Linked DNA regions of Macaca fascicularis: region 2 is linked to region 1. The links are chromatin contacts, called in public Hi-C maps. All regions are on one chromosome and are shown on one strand. The core of a region is the stretch at or near the end of the contact, and the rest is flanking DNA. Distances in the headings are between cores, read along the strand shown.

Region 1 (4,988 bases), core at 2,337-4,836:
GAGGCTATTCTCCTGTGAACAGACAAATAAGGGAAAGCCTGGATCTTTACCAGTGATTGGGTCAGGGGAGGGAAGAGGGGAGAAAAGGGAGCTGGAAAGTGACTGGAGCAATTAGCAAAGAAAGTAAGGCTCAGCTTTGTAATCCCAGCACTCTGAGAGCCCAAGGTGAGAGGACTGCTTGAGCACAGGAGTTCAAGATCAGCCTGGGCAACAAAGTGAGACTCCTGTCTATACAAAAAATAAAAATAATAATTATCAGGACATGGTGACTGGCGCCTATAGTCCCAGCTGCTTGGGAGGCTAAAGCAGGTGGATCTTTTGAGGGCAGGAGATCAAGGCTTCAGTGAGCTATGATTTTGCCACTGCACTACAGCCTGGATGACAGAGCAGAGCCAGATCCTGTCTCAATTGAAAAAAAGAAAGAAAAAATAAAGGAAAAGGAAAAGAGTAGAGTTGTAATATTTAGCAAATAAAAAATATAGCTCATGGCTGGGTGTGGTGGCTCATGCTTGTATGAAGTTGTAATCCCAGCGCTTTAGGAGGCCAAGGCAGGTGGATCGCCTGAAGTCAGGAGTTTGAGACCAGCCTGGACAACATGGTGAAACCCCATCTCTATTAAAAATACAAAATTAGCTGGGTGTGGTGGTGCATGCCTGTAATCCCAGCTATTCAGGAGGCTGAGGTAGGAGAATTGCTTGAACCCAGGAGGTGGAGGTTGTGGTGAGCCAAGATCATGCCACTGCACTCCAGCCTGGGCAACAGAGTGAAATTCCGTCTCAAAAAAAAAAAAAAAAAAATAGCTCACCCAGTTACATTTGAATGGCCACATTAATGACACATTTTTGTTTAGTGTATGATCCAAAGATTATGTGGTACTTTATCTGGAAACTCTTAAAGAGAAACACTAAAGCATGTGTAAAGAACGACAAAGCCACTCTGAAATCAAAAATTGGAAATGGAGCAAACTTAAGGTAGGAATATTGGCCTTGACTTCTAGGCAGTAGCAGAGAGGGAGTTGTACTAGCAATCAGGAGATAGCTTGAGAATGCAATTTTTAGGGCCTCCCTGGAGAGCAATGGGAAGAGACTTATATGGGAACTAGAGACTTGGAATTGGCCAGGACACCATTGCTGAAAACATTTGCCTACTATCTGATTTTACATAAGTGGATCATCTACAATTATATCTCATAGATGTGTACTAAAGATGAATATTATTAAATAGCAATCTGCAAAGTATTTAGACTGTGTAAAACACTTTATCAGCATTGAATGTTAAAAACCAGTGGTATTCACAAGAAAACAACTGATATCCCCAAGGAAATTCTTGGACCTGTTTGAGGTTTATCATGGTGGTCTGGAGTAGTGGTTAAGAGTCTGCAGTCTGTCCCACATTAACCAAGCTGCTTAATATGTCTGGGAGTCAGTTTCCTTGTTTGTAAAATTAGAATAATTATAGTGCCTAACTTGTAGGATTAAATGAATTGATATGTGTAACACTATGTGCAAATACTAAAAGTACAATGTTACATGAGATATCATAGGCAGACAATAAGAGGTGTTAGAAAACATTCATTAATATGCATGTGTATACACTTTGTATGCATATGTAGAAAACGAGTGATTTGAAAAGGACATTCATTAGCATACTTTTCTATGAATTTTGTAGACACGTACAGTCAGAAATGCATGCAAATGTGAAACTTTAAATCTAGAAGTCTGTTTCCCTCTAAGAACATATATCTCAATTCCTTAACTGTTTATTGACTGATAGCGTTTGAGCCACAAGGCAAGGCATTTGCAGTATTTAGGTTTTGGAACCCAGCTCTGCCACTCACTAGCTGGAAAATCTACAAGTCACCTTAGTTGTCTGAGTGACACTTCTCTCAACAATAAAATGGCCAGGAATGCTTGCTTACTTCACAGAACAGTAAGGTTAAATTAACCTAGCACATGCTTGATACAGACTAGGTGTGAAATTTCACTTTGATTCCTTTGGCTTTAAAGAATGCATAAATTAATGTGGGTGGGGGCAGGTGAAGGGGGAAATGCCAAGTCCCCCGTTTTGTTGTGCTGGGTAGATACAATGTATCTTTTCCCCTTTAAGTGAAATAAGTCCTCAAATCCAATTAGGATCTACTCTGGAGTCTTAGAGGACCGTTATCTTAGTTTCCACATTATATGCACTGTACTGTTACTGAAGTTGTGGGTATGTATTGGGTGCATCGCCGTTGATGAGTGCTTTAAAACAGCTGTGAATTAACTGTCACTTCTTTTTTTTTTTTGGCAAACTCACAAAATCCCAGAAGTCAGGGGTCTGTTGTTTATTCATTCTGCCTCCTTCTGAGTCATTCAGGTACAGGGTGTGTCTGCCAATTGAAACTGCACAGCGGAGGAAGTTTTTGAGTTCACATCTGCCGGGATGGGAAAGCAGTGCGACCAGGGACTGGGTGGAAACCTTTACAACAGTAGGGCAAGGGCAGAAGCCTCCTGAGCTTGTCACGCAGGCAGATCTGACCAAGGCCGCCTCTCAGCCTCACGTTCTTAAGTAGCATCTAAGCAAAAGAAAAGGGTGGGCAGGTTGCTAGTAATGAGATTTGAGGCCTCTGAGTCGACTCTCAAGCAGAAAGTGAGAGAAGGGTGCCGGCCCCTGCTGGGCAGCTGCAGTTGCTCCGCATCGCGGGGCCGAGAATCTTCCCCTTCGGAAATTCCGGAGCTGCCCAGGCGTTTTGAATCTCTCAGGACTCGGCAGCAGCCCACCTCCTCAACGACCTCTCCATTGGCCAGAATCTGGGACACACAGTCTGACTTTGCGCTCAGCTGAGGGAAACCCCTTGCCCAACACCAAAACCGGCGCTGGTTCATTTCTCTGTGCACTCCGGGAAATCCACTGCCCTCTCAGACCGCAGTTTCGAGGAGCACCAGGATCTGGGGTGGCGCGGGGAGAACAGGAACCTCCCGGTCCATTCTCCCTCCCGGGCTGCTTGTTTCCTCTGTACTTCTCGCAGCCCCTTCCCAGCGTCTCCTCCCCAGAGCGCCGCCGAGACTCGCCGGGCCGCGGCTCTGGTTTTCTGCTGCCCGCGTGAAAGTGGCTCGGGGAGCTCCTGGTCACAAGCTAAGCACACCGATCCTCCTAGGGCTGCGGGGGGTGTGGGACCAGGGCGGTGCGCTACGAGACTCCGGGCCGTCCTCTGCCCCTTCAGACTTTTCGAGAGAAAAGTTTCCCAAGTCTCTCCACCTCCTTTTTTTTCAGGGGCTCGGGAGAATCCTCTCCACCGCCAGGGATCAGCGTGCATCTGGGCGAGGGCAGTGATTTATACATTAGAATCCAGGGGTTACCGGGCTCCGCCCCTTCTCTCTCTCTCTCTCTCTCTCTCTTTTTTCTTTCATTTGTTGTTTGCGGAGGAGGAGTTCTTTTTTTTTTTTTTTTTTTTTTTTTTTTTGCTTCTGCCCCAGATCTTTCCTGGACAGTGCTTCTCAGCAGTTCAGATCCGGGGGCCCCTAGCTGGCAGAGGGCGTGGGGGGTTAAGGCATTAACCCCTCCCAGCGTCTTCCTGAAGAAACCACCCAGCCTTGGCGCGGCGCTGGGTGACTTCGCGTAGCAGGCAGGGAACTGGCCGCGGCGAGCGGGACTGGCCATTGGAGTGCTCCGCTGCGGAGGGAGGGGACCCCGACTCGAGTAAGTTTGCGAGAGCACTACGCAGTCAGTCGGGGGCAGCAGCAAGATGCGGAGCGAGCCGTACAGATCCCGGGCTCTCCGAACGCAACTTCGCCCTGCTTGAGCGAGGTAGGGGGCGGCGAGTGGCGGGGGACTGCGGGCGCGGGGAGCCCGGCTGTGGTAGGGCTTAGGTGTCAGAAACGAATTTTTAAGCCGAACGAGGCAAACAAAAACTTTGAAAACATGCATCTCTGGGCGCTGAAAATTTGCATCTGTGGGCTACTAAGGAGCCCAACTCGATCGGATTTTTCTTGGGTACTTGTGATTTACGGAGTTTGGAAAAAAAGGTTAATTCCCAACTGTGGAACCTATGGGGGTAGGGGCAGTGAAAGCTGCGGTTGGTCGGAGGAGTAGTAGGGAAGGTGCTAAATTTTGGAAATCCTATAGACAAAGAATATGGTGGGTGGTGTGGGGCGTAGGTAATGGCTTAAACTAGTACTGCCCAGGAGCAGGGTATAAAATTAGTTGGGGGAAATGTGGAGCTTCTTGGCTTGAGCAGCCTCTGCTGTTCGCGGAGTTGCTGGGATTGCTCTCATCTCTATTACCTCATTTTATTGCACTGCTGAATTACCTTGAAATATTTAAGCAACTTAGAAGTAGACTTCTGCTGACCAGTGCGGTCTTAGAAAGTTAGTTTGTTTGTAACTTTCTAGTCCTAGGAGAGGAGTCAACGTGTTGGGGGACGGCAGTAAATAAAACTGCCCACGCAAATTTAGCAATGCACCAGGGAGCAGTTTAATGTGAGTTTCTGAAGAGTAGTTTTGCGCTCGAAATTAAAAATGTGGTAGCATGTATTATTGCTGTCATGAGTAGTTTGATTTCTCTCTTTTGTGTATGTTTTGGCTAAACTAAACAAAGCAAAAAATATTTATGCGATCAACTAGTGTACGAAACTTCTGGGATTTGCTGCAATCTGTTATGAATGGTTTTAACTGAATACCTTTAAATTTACTTGCCCTGGCTTGGGGGCGGTTGGGCGGGGGAGGCGGGGAGAAGAAGAAGAAGAAGAAAGAAAAGGCAGTCGCTTCACGGAGGCGCTAAGCTTTCCTGTTTACTGCAAGGCGGGGCGGGCCTGGCTGCCCACACCTCACTGCGCCCTCCGACCCTAGGCACACCTGCTCCTAGAGAGTTATTAATAGAGCCCCCAAATGACTTACGCTTTCAAGTGATTTTCCTGCAAATCTGATTTCTTGCATGGCAATTAGGAGGTGGTGCTCGTCTCTTTGAACAGGGGAGCTAGGGGTGGGCATGGGGAACAGAGGTGTGTGTCT
Region 2 (5,107 bases), core at 1,161-3,660, 210 kb before region 1:
GTTACACTTTGTGTAGCTATTATCTATCCTTAAGAATACAGAGACACAGTACAGTGTAGAGGTCAAGTGGCAGACCTCGGCTGGGCGCAGTGGCTCTCACCTATAATCCCAGCACTTTGGAGGCCGAGGCAGGTGGATCACCTGAGGTCAGGAGTTCGAGACCAGCCTGGCCAACATGGTGAAATCTCATCTCTACTAAAAATACAAAAATTAGCCAGGCACAATGGCACACGCCTGTAATCCCAGCTACTCAGGAGGCTGAGACAGGAGAACTGCTTGGATTCCCACTTGACAAATGAAGAAACTGAGGTTCAGAGAAGTTTGGAAATGTGACCATTGACAATTTCTATTTCTGAACACTTTTGTGCCATGTACCATAGCTAAGAACCTATGCTAAGACCTATGCTCAACACCTAAAGTAGGTGGTTTTTACCCTATTTAGAAAAGTCACTAAAGTTAAAGGACTTGTCCAAGGTCACAATAACATGTAACAAAGCAAAGATAAAATTTTATCCAAACTTTCCTCTATGCCATCCCGATATGTCATTCTATCAAACTGCTGTTTTGTTATTTGTCTCTCTTTTCTTGATGGTATTAAGTTCCTTCTACTTTTCCTTAATCACTGATTAGAGAGGCACATTTCTATCATTCTGAGCTTAGATATTTTGGTTCTATCCTAAGAGTGAAAAAATGAGGAAAAAAAATTTTTTTAAATGAAAGCTGGTCTTAGGCTGGGTGTGGTCGTTCATGCCTACATAATCCCAGCACTTGAGGAGGCTGAGGCAGGCGGATCGCTAGAGTCCAGGAACCTGTGACCAGCCTGGGCAACATGGCAAAAACCTGTCTCTACAAAAAATACAAAAAAGTTAGCTGGGCATGGTGGCACCCACCTGTAGTCCCAGCTACTCAGGAGGTTGAGGTGGGAGGATACTAGAGCCCAGGAGGTTGAGGCTGCAGTGAGCCATGATGGCACCACTACACCGCAGCCTGGGCAACAGGGCAAGACTTACTTTCTCTCTCTCTCTCCACGTATATGTATATATCAAAGTTGGTCTTTACACACAACTTTTATTTAAATGCATGGCCAATTCAACTAGCAGTTCTTAATACCTTCTTCAAATGTTAAAGTAATCTAAGGCCTAAAAATTTTAAGTCAATTTTTTGTTTGGAAGACAGGACAAAGACAATTCTAAAAATCTACTCTCTTCTCCCATAACATATGTATTAATCATTTGATTTACATTCTACTTAGAGTTTGACAATGAACCTGAAGTTGACCCTTCCCCCAAATTTACTGGGCCCTTATGAGGGCCAACTAAATGTATAATACACTAACAAATATTCTGGTTACTTAGTGTATACTCATATAACTGTATACTCATACATTTGTATATATTAAGTCCAGGCTCACTCAATGTATACAAGTGTATCAGTATAAGCCTTATTGGGAGATAGTCTATTTAAGGTAAGATCTCTCTGGATATGATATAGAAAGGCAATCACCATTCCCTATGGACATACTTCAAAGGAGGAAGCTTTCAGCTTGGTTTCTGAATATATAACCAACTCATTAAGGCTGTGTCAGCACCTCATTAGCACTCAACTCAGAAAGGATTTCTTGACTACCTCATGAAATAAGGGGTTTTGATAACTATCCCCCAAGAGTATAAAATGGCTTTCCTATTTACTGGAGAAAGCCACAAAATTAGACTTGTAAAATAGGACAAAGCACACTTTCATTTTCCAAGTCACTTGGTTGGTGTATAATTTCCATTCTTCTGCTCCTCAGATCATTAATGAACAAAAGATGCGTTTCAAAGGGTTTAAACAAGCAGACCTGAAAATTCTGTTCAGCTTAGTGTATGAAAATCAGATGTTAGATAGCTTTCTTCCCAGGAGGCTAGGGAACGCTCAGCACCTACCAAGGCTTCCTTCCCTACAGTCAGGACTGAGGTGTAGGCTTCTAGATACACTCGACTGCAGCGTCTAACAACTTCCAGGCCCTTGACTGTGATGTCCTTGGCATCTCCCAGGCCCAAGCCGATGAGATAAAGCATTTCAAACTTCAGGAGAAGAGAGACTGCAAGACGAAGTGGACAGAAAAACCGTCAGTTACACCGAGGACACCTAAAATCTAGTGATGAACACGAAGGTGACAACCAAAGTAGCACAAGAGAAGCGGCAAGTCACAAGGAGGGGTTTGGGAAGCATATGTCACGCTTAAGGACTGGGATAAGAGGTTTTAAACAACCCTACCACTTTTACCGCTTGTTACACAAACCTAGGAGCAGCCAATTACCCGCTGACAGAATCGTACCTAGTTCCCTGGCTTTTCCAAATTCCAAACTACCGTCTTTCCGCAGAAGGAACTACCAAAGCGCCGGCTCCACGCACCGCAAGGACCCACGCCGCCGGCCTCACCTACGGTGCCGCAAAATGCTGGTGCCTTTACTGCACTTTACGACTAGCGGGAGGGGGCCGGGCTAGCCGCTAGCTGGCTGCGGAGACTAGAGCCCCCGCTTCAACCCGTCGGCCGCTGGGGCAGGGCGGCGAAAGGTCAGTCGGCCGAGAGGAGTCCGTGGAGCACCCCTTTCATTGCCTCAGGGAAAAGATCGGGCGTGCTCACGATCCCCCTAACCCATGGCTTAAACACCCGCTTCCTAAGCCTGGGTAAGTGCAGTAGCTCTTTGCTGGAGAGGAGCAACGTGGGAGAAAGTGTGGAGGGGCCTTGCGTCCTACTCCTCCTCTCCAGAAACTGGGAGGGCGGGAAGGATTTTCCTGATTTGTCCCCGGATTTTCCCGAGTGCACAGATTTTAATCCCCCCTTCTCATCCTCCTGTAGTTCAACTAGGTGTCTTCTGGTGACGCGTCAGATTGGCAAACCCAGCAGTGAGTGTGCTTCTGATTTGACCTTATGCCTGGAGTGCCCCAAGGATGCTTTGGTCACCCTCAGTGTCAGGAATCCCAGATCTTCCTGTACCTAAAGAAGTGACCTTTAATAGCGCTCAGGGAGTTCAGACCTCTCAAGTGTTTCTGCCGGGGGAATTCTTATAAAGCTGTTGGTTACATGTGATTATGAATAGAGAAGATTTGTTTTGACTGAAAATGCTCTTCCCAAGGTGACCTCATCCAAGTTGAAAAGACAGCTGTCATTGCTTTTCTCAGCAGGCAGTGCTGGTTACTCAGAATTTTCCTGTTGCCTCCCCCACAATGCCGAACTCTGCTTCCTTGAATCTTGGCTTTTTTTCATTCCCAGGTTCCATCCACATTTTTGCACTTCCTATCTATAAACTCTTCCTGGCTGGTTTTATCCCCTCTCATTACGTTGGTCTATTCCTCACACCACATACACGCCCCAAAAAACTCAAAATGGATCATAGATGTAAATGAAAAACCTAAACCTATACCAGAAGAAAACATAGGAGGAAATATTTGTGACCTTATTTAGGCAAATATTTCTTAGACCAAAAGCATGATGAGAAAAAATTGACAAATTGGACTTCAACAAAGTAAAAATTTATGCTCTTCAGAAGACTGTTGAAGCCACATGCTGTGAAAATATTTACAAAGCATGTATCTGATGAAGGACTTGTGTGGAGAATATATAAGGAGCACTCAAAAAGCAATAATAAAACAGCTCATTGTTTAAAAATGGGCAAAAGATTTGAATAGACACCAAAGAAGATACACAACAAATAATCATTTTAAAAGATCCTAAACAAACAAAAAAAGATCCTAAACATCATTAGATATTAGGGAAATAAAAATTTAAATTACAATGAGCTACCACTACCCACCTATTAGAATGGCTTAAGTAAAACAAACAAAACCCCCAAAAAACTGGCTGTTCTCTCAAAATTCCTAGTGTCTCTAATATTTTGCAGATTCAAATTTCAGCCTGCTATCCAGACTTCCTCCCTCTTGGCTTCTTGTTAACTTTCTGCTGGAAATCTTCACCTAGGTAACCCGGAGTCATATTCAGCACTTCCAACATTGAATCCATAACCTTCCCCTTCAATTTTGCTTTTCTTTCCATATTAGCTACTTGGATGGAGGGGGGAGTAGGTGAGGACAGTATTGTCATCAACAGATTAACCCCAGCCAGACACTTGGGAGTCACCCCTACATCCAGTCTGTCCTGTCTGCCTGTATATCTCAATGGAAACCATACCCTCTGTCACCATCTTGGTTTTCAGGTCCTCATTTTGTCACTCTTGTAGCTGATCATCATGTCTCCTTCACTCAAGGGAGTCAGAGAGTTATAGTTGGTACACAATCTGAAAATATCACACCCCTTTTAGATCCTTCTGAGACCAAGAGAAAGTCCAGGTTTGTTAACATACCCCACAAGATCATTCATGGTGTGGCCACTGCCTACCTTTTTAGCATCAGCTCTCTCCACTCCATACCATGAGCTTTCTCTCCAGCAATACTGAATTGCTAATAGTTCTCTGCCCACAACATGCTGCTTTGTTCCTCTGTGTTGCTGCGTCATCATAGAATATTGTCTCCCATTCTCTCCTGCCTAGATCACTAATACCCATTCTTTAAGACCAAGCTCAGGAAGCCTTCCCAGAGACCCTCACCCCGCTAAGCTAATTTAGGTTTCTCCTCTATTACAGTATTACTCTACATATACTTACTAACCAATGTATGAGATTTTATATTTGTTCATTTGTGTTTCTTCTTCACCAAACTCTTGATTTAGTCAATTCAGGGACTGCATCTTATTTGTATTCTCATCTTTAAGGTTTAGCACTATCCCTCGCACATAAGGTATTAAATGTTTGTTGCATAAATCATTATTATCCACTAGTAGCTGAGTTACGTATTTTTCCATCTTTATTAAATACAGAGGGTGGTATGTTTTAAATAACTACCAGAAAGTCATTAATGGAATATCAAACATAAATATGCCTGTCTCAGTACCACTTTAGAAGGTCATTTGTAGTGAAAGGCTTGTAACACACAAAACATATAGTTCATATGCACGCTATTGAGTAGGTAAACACATTTTCCAACGTGTTGATCATTTGTGTTTTTTATTTTCAGATTTAAAAAAATAATATTTTCAGATAGATTCACAGCAAAAGGACACTGCCAAAAA

What was found. A called contact is a pair of places that touch in the nucleus more often than the background predicts.
Region 2: a contact with region 1 is called in a Hi-C map of liver, with 2.7 times the contacts expected there. The contact joins the promoter of DPH5 here to the promoter of S1PR1 in region 1. A contact is called at or near these places in 2 of 2 Hi-C or Micro-C datasets (liver and skeletal muscle).

The regions. Positions count from the first base shown.
Region 1 is chr1:133,174,047-133,179,034 of T2T-MFA8v1.1, reverse strand. It overlaps S1PR1 (sphingosine-1-phosphate receptor 1), which reads left to right and starts at 3,586. Exons shown (of 2, transcript XM_015432061.4): 1 at 3,586-3,678.
Region 2 is chr1:133,382,267-133,387,373 of T2T-MFA8v1.1, reverse strand. It overlaps DPH5 (diphthamide biosynthesis 5), which reads right to left and starts at 2,410. Exons shown (of 7, transcript XM_074000691.1): 1 at 2,318-2,410; 2 at 1,923-2,080. The coding sequence starts at 2,057. It overlaps LOC102128750 (a long non-coding RNA gene), which reads left to right and starts at 2,474. Exons shown (of 4, transcript XR_012417206.1): 1 at 2,474-2,670.